Linked DNA regions of Sus scrofa: all the other regions are linked to region 2. The links are chromatin contacts, called in public Hi-C maps. All regions are on one chromosome and are shown on one strand. The core of a region is the stretch at or near the end of the contact, and the rest is flanking DNA. Distances in the headings are between cores, read along the strand shown.

What was found. A called contact is a pair of places that touch in the nucleus more often than the background predicts.
Region 1: a contact with region 2 is called in a Hi-C map of liver, with 4 times the contacts expected there. The contact joins the promoter of HCFC1R1 here to the promoter of C3H16orf90 in region 2. A contact is called at or near these places in 3 of 47 Hi-C or Micro-C datasets (heart right ventricle, liver and skeletal muscle) and 1 of 2 datasets of contacts at active chromatin or transcription factors (alveolar macrophages).
Region 3: a Hi-C map of liver shows a contact between it and region 2, with 6 times the contacts expected there. The contact joins the promoter of ZNF213 here to the promoter of C3H16orf90 in region 2. A contact is called at or near these places in 5 of 47 Hi-C or Micro-C datasets (alveolar macrophages, heart right ventricle, liver and 2 more) and 1 of 2 datasets of contacts at active chromatin or transcription factors (alveolar macrophages).

What each region holds. Positions count from the first base shown.
Region 1 is chr3:39,162,932-39,167,124 of Sscrofa11.1, reverse strand. It overlaps HCFC1R1 (host cell factor C1 regulator 1), which reads right to left and starts at 2,750. Exons shown (of 4, transcript XM_003481068.4): 1 at 2,289-2,750; 2 at 1,921-1,977; 3 at 1,679-1,807; 4 at 1,078-1,437. The coding sequence starts at 2,383. The coding sequence ends at 1,302. THOC6 (THO complex 6) reads left to right here and starts at 2,494. Exons shown (of 13, transcript NM_001243684.1): 1 at 2,494-2,827; 2 at 3,592-3,707; 3 at 3,800-3,864; 4 at 3,955-4,058; 5 at 4,138-4,175. The coding sequence starts at 2,789. It overlaps TNFRSF12A (TNF receptor superfamily member 12A), which reads left to right. Exons shown (of 4, transcript NM_001142839.2): 3 at 8-142; 4 at 222-837. The coding sequence ends at 277.
Region 2 is chr3:38,751,471-38,755,679 of Sscrofa11.1, reverse strand. C3H16orf90 reads right to left here and starts at 2,225. Exons shown (of 4, transcript XM_021088380.1): 1 at 2,152-2,225; 2 at 1,749-1,903. The coding sequence starts at 2,225. It overlaps CLUAP1 (clusterin associated protein 1), which reads left to right and starts at 2,295. Exons shown (of 12, transcript NM_001245000.1): 1 at 2,295-2,384. The coding sequence starts at 2,363.
Region 3 is chr3:39,086,680-39,090,678 of Sscrofa11.1, reverse strand. ZNF213 (zinc finger protein 213) reads left to right here and starts at 1,890. Exons shown (of 6, transcript XM_013995737.2): 1 at 1,890-2,828.

The sequences.
Region 1 (4,193 bases), core at 1,501-4,000, 410 kb before region 2:
TCCCCAGGCGCCGCGGCCCCTCCGGCCTCTTTCAGGCTGCTGTGGCCCATTCTGGGGGGCGCCCTGAGCCTGGTCCTCGTGCTGGGGCTGCTTTCTGGCTTCCTGGTCTGGAGACGGTGCCGCAGGAGAGAGAAGTTTACCAGTAAGTGGGATCGGGCCGCGCGCCCCCCGTAATTCCTAAATATCACTCCCGCTTTTGACACCTCCTTCTTGTCTTGCAGCTCCCATCGAGGAGACCGGCGGGGAGGGCTGCCCTGGCGTGGCGCTGATCCAGTGACAGTGAGCGGCCCCTTGCCAGCAGGATGCTGCGTCCGCCCACTCATCATTCATTCATTCATTCATTCTGGAGCCAGCCCTAGCCTCCCAGACACAGCCAGAGCCCCAGGCTGCTCCAGCCACAGGGGTGTGGAGGGAAGGGGGACGAGTGAATCACCTCCTGATGCCTAGGCCCAGGCTTCGGAAGAGGCTTCCAAGGTGTCTGCCCAGTCTCTGGCTCCAGAAAAGGAGACCCTGGCTCACTCACACCAGACGGCTGACACTAAGGAATGGCAGTATTTGCACAAGGTTCCCCCACCCCCACCACGGCCTGGGAGCCAGGCTGACCTGAGGGACAGACACCACACCAGGCCCCACCCACTCAGATATACTGAATTTCCTCCACAGGGGATCTCAGCCCTGGGGGTTTAGGGACCTGTTCCTAACACTAGGGGGCTGGCCCTCTAGTGGGGCTGGCCCTAACACACTGCCCCTCCAACCTCCAAAGGGGGGGGATATTTATTTGGGGGAGAAAGTTTTTTTGGGGGGGAGTTTATTAAAAAAAATCTTTTAACTTTAAAAGGTTCGGAGTGGCATGATCCCCAGCCCAACTTTCCAGAGCTGGAGGGAGGAGTGAGTCAGCCGCGGGGGTGGGGGTGAGGCTGTGACTCACACATTCTCAATGCCTGAGCCCAGCCTGCCAGGACCTGGCCGGGCCTTGACCGTTTTCCAGGGAAGATCTTGAGGAGAAACTCCAGCATCCAGGACCCCAGCCCTGCCCCTCCTTTTCCAAAGGCCCTGGGTTCCAGCCTGAAGCCTTCATTTGCTCATCAATCTTTATTCGGTTCTTGGGGGGGGGTCTCCCTTCCCATGCTCCTGCCCCTCCCACCCCAGGACTCTGGGGGGCTCAATGTCCTGTTGAGAGAAGGTCCTGGTGCCCAGAGGCCTGGTCTGGAGGAAAAGCAGGGTAGCTGGTCCCTCTGTGGGCATGCTGGTCTTCCCTGTTGTGAGGAAGGAAGGAGGGCAGGGGCACTGTCCGCCAGCACTCAGAGCTCCATTATGTCCACGGCTGAGGTTGCAGGGGAGTGGGGGGTGGGGGTGTCCCCCCGCCTCAGCAGCCGGAGTGCCTCGGGGATCAGGTTCCCAGGGTAGCGCCAGAGAAGCAGCTCGGGGCAAGAGGTTCTGGAAGAGGAAATGACAATCAGAAGAGAGCTGAGGCTGGCCTGGCAGAGCCACACCCCACCTGGTCCAGGTTCCCAGGGGCTCCTAGGCTGCTGGCACCTTCTTAGGAGCCAAGATGGGAAACAGCAGAGGTTGGCTAGAAGCTAAAAATAGCAGGATGAGGCAGAGCCTGGAGACTGGCTCTGAGGATTGGGTATGATCCTCCAGAAGGCCCCGCTGGTGGACTGTGGATAGTGCCTACCTGAGTGGGGGCAGAGCTGGGGAGAGAGCCATGGGGGGGCTGCAGTACGGGTGGTCATTGTGCAAGCTCAGCTGAGAAAAATGGGTGGCCATGTTCTCCTCAGACAGGAACTGCTTGCGCAGGGGCTCCCTGGGGAGAGACGGGGAGGCAGGCAAGCTGGGATATTCAGAGGAGAAGTAGTATGATGGGGACCTGAGGTGACAGAGGTCTTGCTGGGAGTTCCTCCCTGCCCCCAAACTCACTGCTCCGCCTCCAGGCGCCGCTTGGTGCTCATGGGCACAGCTCCTCGGAGAGGGGAGCTGGGAAGAAAAGAGAGCCAGGAGCATCCCACCCTCTTGGCCCCATCCCAAGGATCTGCCCGCCTAAGCCAGCGCGTCAGCCAGGAGCGCCCAGCCCATCTCCGTCTCAGCTGACGCCCAAGTCACCCCCTCTCTCAAACCATCCAGAAGCCTGCCTGGGAGGTCTCAGTCCCCAGTCTCCGACCGTGGCTCAGCTCACGCCCAAGCCCTGCGGACAATCCCCACCGTGTGTCAGCCTGCAGACCAGCCTGAGGCCACAGCCAAAGCTCCTGGGCCCCCGAGCCAGGCCCGCCTAGGGCTCCCATACACACCTCGCGTCCAGGCCTCGGGGCACTCCCGAGGTGGCCCGCGGGTCGCGCTGGGCCCGACCCTGGGGGCCTCGCTCCAGGGGCTGCTGCAGGATCATTGGGGTTCGAGGTCCTGCGGTCTGAAGGGGTGGGATCCAGGCGCCGGGGAGGAGTCTCCGAGGGCGTGGCCCAACGCGTAGGGCGTGGCTTTAGGCGTACGCAGCGGCCAGAGTCTGCGCAGGCGCGGAAGGCTGACGGCACGCGGCTGGAAGGCGGGTCTGCTCTGCGGGGTGGGGGCGGGGGCCCGCCGTAGCGGGGTTGCGGTGGGTACCACTTAGTCTTGGGATCTTCTTGGCGGTCACCTGCGCTGCTGGGACTCGGGTTACGCAGAGGCCGTCTTCACGCCGGGCTGGCCAGCGGTGTTGGGGAGGTAGGGCGCCGCGAAGGGGAGCTGCTCCGGAGGCACTTCCGGACTCGTGAGGCTACGTGGAGCGCGGAGCTCTCTGGGACTTTTAGTTCTCGAGATGGACCGAGCGGTGCCGCCGGCGGTGCCTCTGGGTCAGGTGAGGCGTGCGTGGTGCGCGGTGCCTTCTGGGGTTTGTAGTCCACGCCCGGCTTCGAAGCGGCTGGCAAGCAGTCGTGCCCTGATCTCTGTTTCGCGTGGGCTCTTGGTGGGACTCGGATTCTGACCCGTGGGCGGGAGAATAACCCAGAAATACCTCAGGGGCCTTACATGAAAGTCAAAAGGTAGGGATTAAAAGGGCGGGAGTTCCCGCTGTGGCGCAGCAGGATCGGCGGCGTCTTGGGATTGCTGGGATCCCCTGCACAGTGGGTTAAGGACCCGGCGTTGCCGCATCTGTGGCTTAAGTCTCGACTCCGTCTGGGATCTGATCTCTGGCCCGGGAACTCCATATGCTGCCGCAGGACGGTCAAAAAAAAAAAAAAAGTACATTTTTCTGTTTGGGAGTAAGGCCACTTTTTAAAGCGGTTTCTCCTTGTGCGAAGTTCTTTGTTTACAGTAGCTTATCCATTCGGGACAAAAATCTCCCAGGAGCTCCATTCCGTAGTTGAGGAAACCTGCAGGAGAGTCTGGATGCTTGCTAAAAGTTCCACTAAGCATCAAGCCGCACCGCTCTCCTTTCTCGCCTCCTTCTCAGAGCCGTTCCTGGGACTGTATGGGCAGGTGCCCCCTGGTGGGCTGTTTCACAGGAGGACTGAGAGGTCTCGGGGGTGCGAGGCTGGGCTGGCAGCAGGGAAAGCGGGCAGGAGTCTGTGGATCCGAGGTCTTGGAAGCCCCAGACAGCCTTCATCCAGTCTCTCTCCACAGATGGAAGTATTTCAGGCCCTGCAGCGGCTGCACATGACCATCTTCTCCCAGAGTGTCTCACCTTGTGGGAAGTTCCTGGCGGCTGGCAACAATTATGGGCAGATAGCCATCTTTAGGTACACTTGCCCCCGCTCCCCACCACCCGTTAGCTCCTGGGGCTGACGCCTCCTGCTTCTGACTCTCAGGCCCCTCTTCCCTCTCCCTTCAGCTTGTCTGCTGCTCTGAGCTCCGAGGCCAAAGAGGAAAGTAAGAAGCCCATTGTGACTTTCCAAGGTGGGTGCCGCCATCGAGTCTGTCTTGGGGAACCCCAGGGTGGATGAGAGGAGCAGGATGGGGTCACTCAGGTTCTGCCCTTGCATTTAGCCCATGATGGGCCTGTCTACAGCATGGTGTCCACTGATCGACATCTGCTCAGTGCCGGGGATGGGGAGGTGAAGGCCTGGCTTTGGGCGGAGATCCTTAAGAAGGTGAGTGTGGAGCTGGGGGAAGGGTGAGCTGCCCAGACCCAGAGAGAGTCTTTGTCACCCAATGTTTCCTTCCCCGAAGGGCTGTAAGGAGCTGTGGCGTCGTCAGCCCCCATACAGGTGAGCCAGGGCCATGTG
Region 2 (4,209 bases), core at 976-3,475:
ATTTTCCTTTTATTCAGATTGTCATATAGATGGAATCTACAGTATGAAAGCTTTTGAGTCTGACTTCCTGGACTTAGTATATATAAGGCATTGGAAATCCATTACTGTCCTTATGTGTTACGGCAGTTTGCTTCGTTTATTAAATTGCCGAGTGGTCCTCCATTGCGTGGGTGTACCACAGGGGTTTATCCATTCATAAACTGAGGGACACTTGAGTGGCTTCTGGTTTGGGGCGATTATAAATAAAGCTGCTCTCAATATTTGTGTACAGATTTTTTGTGTGAACATAAATTCTCATTTCTCTTGGGCAAATACCTGAGAGTGGTATTGCGGAGCTGTATGTTACATGTATATTTAACTTTATTAAGAAACAACCTGTCGGGGGCGACATGGGGGCTCATTGTTACAATGGCTCTTTCTGCTGACCCACGAAACGGACCGCCTTGCTCAAGCGACATCCTGTTTTCACCACTGGTGCCGACTTTCCCCAGATGACGAGACCCCCCTACCGTGGGACACCACACACCTCCAGCTTTCTCAGGATTACAAGACCCCCCCCTACGGTGAGACACCACCAACTTTGTCACGACTATGTGACCATAGAGTCCAGCTGCAGGCAAAAGATAAACTAACCTCCCTTCGCCTCAGGGAATCCAGTTTCCCATCCAAGGGGCATAAGAAGGCCCCAAAAGAAGGGCAGGGGGCTGGCTCTTCTCAAGGGTCCGTCACCCTCTCCCTTTCCCCTCTAATAAATTTTCTTCTCTTTGTCTGAACACCCGGCTTGTTCTCTTTCTCCGCACTCGCCTTACACTACCAACTGTTTTCCAAAGTGGATGTACAGTTTCACGTTCCCACCAACACTGTAGGAAGGGCCAAGTCCCTCCACATCCTTTCAGACCCTTAACTGTCAGGGCTTTCGTTGTACTTGGTTGTTATTTTAGCTGTTCTCAAACTACCCAGTGATATCTTGTGGTTTAATATACATTTCTCTAACGACTAATAATCTTGAGTATCTTTTCCTTTGCTTATTATTTGTAATGAAATGAAATTCATATTTTTTTTTCTTTTTAGAGCTGCGCCCATGGCATATGGAAGTTCCCAGACTAGGGGTCGAATTGGAGCTGCAGTTGTCAGCCTACACACCACAGCCACATTAACGTGGGATACCAAGGGCGTCTGCCACCTGCACCGCAGCTCATGGAAACATCAGATCTTTAACCCACTGAGCAAGGCCAGGGATCGAACCCGCATCCTTGTGGATAGTAGTCAGATTCGTTTCTGCTGCACCATAATGGGAACTCCCTGGATAAGGTTTATTTATTTATTTATTTAAGGATGATGTTTTTGTTTAACCCAGTCACGAACCTTTCACCTCTAAGTTTTCTTCTAGAAAAGCTATAGTTCTTGGTTTTACTCTTAAATAAGGATGGATGCTCATTTATTTGCATTCCGAATTGTTCCCAAACCATTTGTTGAAAGCTCTTTCTTTCTATCCCCTCTGAAGGTCTTCGTCACAATGACCACGCATGTATGGATCTATTTCGGAACTCCGTGCATTTATGTGTGCAACTTCACCAAAACCGATTGTGGGTTTGGCAGTCATTCCTCAGCGTCCACCCTTCTGGGATCAGCTGATTTCACCTTCCCCAGCCCTTCCTGTCACCTGTTTCCAACCGTGGCAGCCCAGCTTAGGGCAGTCCCAAGCGAGCCCGCAGCTAACCCGGCCAAGGGTCGGCGGTGCTCCTCACCCGGAGCCGCCCCCTCAAACTGGCGCACCAATAGGCTCCAGCCCGCTGAGCACACGGTTGCCAGGACAACCGCCAGCGCGCGAAGAGCCGGGCCGGCTTCCGGCCTGTCGTAAAGCTCGATCCCGCTGCGCGTGCGCAGGTAGCAGCCCGGCCCACTGTCGCCGCCCAGCGGTCAGTCCCTTCACTCAGGAGGTGCTTCATTTTACCCTCGCTAGTGAGATGCATGCTGGGTACAGGACGCAGGCGGGAGACCTGCCTCCTAACACTATCCTACATTCTGTCTAGAGCAGTTGAGGAGGAAACGAGTAGTATGTAGAGTGCCTCTCAAAGTGTCAGGCGCTTGGATGGTGCTCAGAACGTGTCAAGTCAAGGGGCCCAGACGCCATCCGGGCCAAGATCCCACGCCGGCTCCCTCAGCGTCCGGAGACGCCCCCTGCCGGCCGCCCTGTGTCCGGCGAGTGTGGAGCATGCGCACATGGCCCGACCAGGTCGCCTCCCGTCTGGATTGGCCCCGGCTACTCGCCGTCCACGCTCCCTCCGTGCGTTACTATAGAGACCCGTGAGCGCTGAGGGGCGAGCGGCGGAGACTCCGGGCTTCTCGGGACCAAAGAGACATGTCTTTCCGCGACCTCCGCAGTAAGGCAGCCTTGCCCCCGTGACCTGCGGTCCTCCTGATGCTCGGGCTCCCTCCCGCCGGGTCCCCCGTCCGAGCCCCCCCGAGGCTCGAGCGCCGGAGCTCCTCCTGGGCTTCCGCGGCTTGGGACGCCCCTGGCCCGCCTCCCGCAACCCCGGCCTGGGCGCCCCAGCCCAGTCTCACGGCCCTTTCCCAATGAGGGCAGGTTGTGTATCTGCCGCTGGCCACGTGTGGTTTGTGTGGCTGAGGAATCCAAACTTTAATTTGGTTTACTTAAAAAATGTTTTTTTTAAATTCTAAACGATTTTTTCCCCATTGTAGCTGGTTTGCAATGTTCTGTCAGTTTCCTACTATACAGCAAGGTGACCCAGTCACACACACACATATACATTCTTGGTTTACTTTAAACTGATTTATACAGCCAGGTGGTATAAACGTTCGCTGACGAATTGGAAAACGCTAAACCGTTTTAGAGTTGGGTTAGCATAGATCTCCGAGAAACGAACAACGAAGCCCAGGAGGGGCTGGTGACTACTAATTGCGGCTCAGATCTGCTCCTGTGGGGGGGGGGGGGTCCCTTGTTACACACCAGGTATTGTACATTCAGTGTCTTATTTTAGTCCTCATTTTAACAGTGCGGCGGGTCCTGTAGTTCCTGGATGAAATACTTTGAGGCAGAGCTGTAAAGTCGCTTGTTTTAGGCCACACAGCTACAACTCTGAAAGTAATGGGTCCAGATGTAGGATTGTGCGACTCACAGTTTCTTGGCTTTTATGCGCTGTCATTGTCTCACCCTGAAGCAGTTCAGTCAAATGGCTCCACGTGCATGGCTCTAGCAGGTGACTGCCAATTTGGTGTGATCTGAGGGGCTTAAGGCCAATTTTGTAACCAAATTGCTGGTGCCTGAAATGTTCCCATTAAAGATGAGTCCTTTCAGTTGTGAATTGTTCTTTTTCTGTAACGTAAATATACAGAAAGAGACAGGAGATTTTATTGATGCCTCCTGCTAGCTCTACTGTTTGAATCTATGCCCTCAGGGATGGGGAGGTTCTTGGTGACGCTCTATGGTAGACCATTGTAGAGACGGTTCTCTTCCCTCATAGTTGAGGGTGGCCAGTATTCTGCTAGGGGACCCTGAACAGAGCTGTATTTGGAAAAGTGTACGAGAAGGAGATTTCTGAACATTCTGACCTTAAACAGTGTACAATTAAGCAGTTCATGTTAAGAATCTTACTCAAATTGTCTCCATTTTGACAAAAGTACTGCAGAATTAACAGAACTTGACTCCTACCTGGCAGGAAGAAGGCAATGCCTGACTGTGATAAGAAGGCTGCCGCTTTATTCTCCATCACTTTTTCAACTTTTCCCCAAACAGTGGCAGAGGCCCTCTGCTGCTCTTTGCTCTGCTGGTGTCTTCTCTTCTGTTGTCTGCTGAAATCCACCCTAACCTCCAGTGCCCAGGTAGTTTGTGAATGTCATTGGGACATTTTGAATATCCCCTTCAAGAAGAGTGAAGACGGGCATTACTTAGTGAGAAGCACACTGAATGCAGATCTTGGCACAACATAAGAACTAAAAAAATGTTTTATTTTTATTTCCAAGCCTTGCTTAAAGCTTAGTGACCGCAATCTCTGGTATCAATAAGTATTAGTATTGTTTCTTAGTCTGTTGGATAGTACATCTAAATACTGCTATGTAATTCAATCATTGTCTTTAAGATTTCTGTGGATATAATGTAACTAATGTTTAGATTTTTGAGTTATTAAGGTCCTGTATGTTCACTAAAAAAGACAACTCAGAAATAACAGACATGAATTTCACCCTACC
Region 3 (3,999 bases), core at 641-3,140, 340 kb before region 2:
ACCTGACCTTGACGTCTGCCTCTCTTGGGACCCCTCCTGTCTCTGTGCTCACAGAGCCAACAGAGCAGTCGCAGCTCTGTTGGCTCCCAGCCCCTGAGGGATGGAATGTCTTGAACAGGACATTGGACTGAAAATAGTTATGATAGTTGGCAGTTGAGCAGCTGCCCTGTCAGGCATGGGACCAAGCATCACGTATATGTCCCCAACTGCAACTCGGAGTTTTATAGATGAGGAAGCAGGCTGAGAAGGCCAGTAACTTGCCCAAAGTCATTCAACCTGGAAGCTGGAGCTCAGGTCCAGGGCTTTTATCCTGTAAAGAATACCTCTATTTCCATGTACCCCCAATAGCTATTAATTTATTTATTTTAGGGCCACACTTGCAGCATGTGGAAGTTCGCAGGCTAGGGGTCAAATCGGAGCTACAGCTGCCAGCCTATGCCACAGCCACAGCAACACAGGATCGGAGAAGTGTCTGTGACCTACGCCACAGCTCACAGCAACGCCAGTTCCCAGACCCACTGAGGTCAGGGATCGAACCCATGTCCTCACGGATACTAGTCAGGTTTGTAACCTGCTGGGCCACAAGGGGAACTCCTCCCCCTTCAGCTTTTGATTGTCTAATTAGTGCATGACAATATGAGGCTGTCTAAAGAGTAGACAGTTCTCCTGTGGTGCAGCAGGTTAAGGATCCACTGTAGTCACTGCAGCAGCTTGGGTCACTGCTGCGGCAAAGGTTCGATCCCTGGCCCCGGAACTTCTGCATGCCACCGGCCTGGCCAAAACAGAACTAAAAAATTAGAACTGACAGACAGTAGACTTGACCTTCAGGGGTGTTGCACTCAGCTGGAGTTTGAGAGGGAAATCAGCTGGACGCCAGGGAGGTGCTGACTAGTGGGGGCCCAGGCAGGACTCAGTGGTGTCTAGGGTTGGGCTGCTGGCAGGAGTGGATTGACTGGATGGTTCTTTCTCGAAGAGGTGAGAAAAAGCAGTTTCCTCCCTTCAGCGTGTCGTCACGGCACTGGTCACTGGTCACTCAGCCAGAAATAGTGTTTCTCTGCTGGGTTCAGTGTGAGGGACTGAGGGGCTCTCGTCACATAAGGATTGCTCCCAGGAGCTTGTTATCTGATGGAGGGAAACAGGTGGGAAGGTGCTACCATGACTTGGTGGGGCTTAGCACAGAGTATTCATTTGCACAGTGGGTATTGCCTTAATTTCAGCTCCTTGGGCCATGGGCCACATCAGCTGGATGCCAGGAATCACTCAGGCCTTGAATCCCGCAGAGGGCTGTCTAGTGAGCTCCGGGGGGCCGGGGTCGTTAAAGACTTCGCTCTGAGGAGCTCAGCACAGTATCCAGTGGGAAACGGCATCCCCTTTTCATAGCACAGTGCAAAGGGATTCCAAGGGCCCCATGCATCTTCCATTTCTTAGAGATCCATCCAGAGGATGGAATAGACCCTGTCTAGAGCCTTTTTTTGTTTGTTTGTTTTTTGTCTTTTTAGGGCTGCCTGCGGCAGGTGGAAGTTCCCAGGCTAGGAGCTGAATCAGAGCTACAGCTGCTGGCTTACGCCATAGGCGCAGCAACTCTGGATCCAAGTCACATTTGCGACTTACATCACAGCCCGCATCAACTCCAGATCCTTAACCCAATGAGTGAGGTCAGGGATTGAACCTGCGTCCTCATGGATACTAGTCGTGCTCGTTATCCGCTGAGGCATGATGGGAATTCCAGGCCAGAGCGTTTTAAGAGTGGACAACAGCAGCTAAGACTGAGGAGGCAGCTCCAGCATCTTGGAAGGGCCTGGGCTGTCAGGCTGAATGGTGTTCATGATTCGGTGGGTGATGAAGCATCACTGACGGGTAGCAGGCTGGGCGGGGGTAGGGTGGGGAGGCAGAGAAGGGTTTTGGCCGTCTCTGGGGAGCTGGCGAAGAGGCTCAGAGGTGGCCTACTCCTTCCTGGCTCCTGCTCACACCTTATAGCTTCTGAAGAACACGCGCGACCTGATTCCTTGCGATTGACCTGCGCACCTGCGCCTTCTGGACTAGTAGAGGGAGGGGAAGGGGGCGGTGGTGGAAATAGTCCCTTGGGACTGCCGACCGCATCCCTGTGTGGTCGGCCCAGGTCCTGGCTGAAGGCGCGCTGCCTTCCCCGGGCCGGAGACGTGGACTGATTCAGCTCTGCTCTAGCCTGGGAAGCTCCTCCCGAGCTCGTGTGACCCCGCAGGGTGGCGAGGTCTGCAGACTCGCCGAGGCTCGCCTCACAGCCAGGATGACAGATTCCGGACGATCTCACCCCTCCCACTATGCCACCTGCCAGTCAGTGCCCTGGGAGGAGCAAGAGGGTGGGCGCCCCCAAAACGGGCCAATCATAACTGGCGTTTGTCCTCGGCTCCGTTCCCCCCCACCCCCGCCACGGTTGCCTGGCAACTCCTCGACGCTCTGGGCTTCCAAACTTTGCCTTTTCCCTTCCTTTTCCGGGCGCTGCGGAAAGAACCAACAACGCGGGCCGGCCTACCTGCTGAGTCGTCAGCCCCCGAGTCTTCAGAGCGGGCCCCGGGCCCACCACCGAGACAGCGACCCTCCTGCCTTCCTAGAGAGGCAGCGGGGAGAAGGCGAGCGCCGAGGCCAGAGCCACTTCCGGCCTCGCGCGCGGCGGAAGACCTGTTGCGCCCGGAAGAAACCCGCGGCGCTCGAACGCGAGGGCCGCGTCTGGGCTTGGTCGTGACGCCCAGGGTCCGCCGCGCCGGAGTCCTGGCCCCTGCACCTCCTGCTGGCGCTCCGGCACCTTGCGGGCCCGCCCGGTGCTGCCTGCGAGAGCCCACGCGGAGGCGGTAACGGCCTGGAAGGAGACCTGGGATCTTTTGCGGGGAGCGGGAGGAACTGAGGCAGTCAGTGCGGGGCGGGCCGGGTAGTAAAGGCGAGGAAACGTTAAATAGACGCTTCACCGCCTTCACTCATTCATTTTTCAATATAAATGCCTGCGTTCCAGGTCTTTTGCTAGATATTGAGGGATAAGCGATGAAAAATCTGACAAGATCCATGCCCTCATGGGTTGAGCTCCAGTGAGGGAGGCGGACGTAAATGACACATTAATTTAAAGTGGTGACAGACGGGGGAAGCAGTGGAGAATGTTAGGAATTGATTGTCCAAGGACGGAACGCTGAGACTTGAATGACGGGAAGGATTTCAGGGTAGAACCTTCCCAGCAAGGGGAACAGAATGAATAAAGTCCCTGTCATGACGAAGAGGTTGGCGGTCCAGGAGCTGAAATGACCCCGGTGGTGGGATGGAGGGGCAGGCGGGAGGGTAGGCTAGAGGCCTGAGACTTGTGAGGGGCTCTGGCCTGAGTTTTCTCCCTGGTGTCCTGTGGAGGGTGGAGAACCGGAGGTTTTGAAGGTGGTCCAGCCTGCCCCCTGTCCCTGCTCCTTGGCCATCCTGTGACCTGTGGTCGGGCAGTCTTCCTGCCTGGGTTGCAGAGGCAGCATTCTCAACTCCTAGGGCAAACTCTGGTTTTTCTCTGTTCTCAACTAACAAAGCTCCAGGCTATCCATGAAGATTCATACAATCCAACAGGCCACTGACTAGAACAAGCTGGGCTCCTTGAGAGGAAAATGGCAAGGATTCCTGGGGGTCTTAACTCTTGCAGCCTCTCCTGTATCTCTGCTCCCGTGGGCATGCCCATCTGACAGGTTCCTGGCGAGGCATGATTCCCTGGGACTAACAGTTCCTGACTGAGCATTTACTTGCATTAAGAGTTGGTACTGGCGTTCCTGTCATAGTGCAGTGGAAAGGAATCTGACTAAGAACCATGAGATTTCGGGCTTGATCCTTGGCCTCGCTCAGTGGGTTAAGGATCTGACATTGTGGTGAGCTGTGGTGTAGGTCAGGGATGAGGCTCGGATCTGATGCTGTGGCTGTGGTGCAGGCCAGCAGCCTGGGAACCTCCATATGCCTCAGGTGCAGCCCTAAAAAGCAAGGAAAAAAAAAAAAAAGAGTTGATAC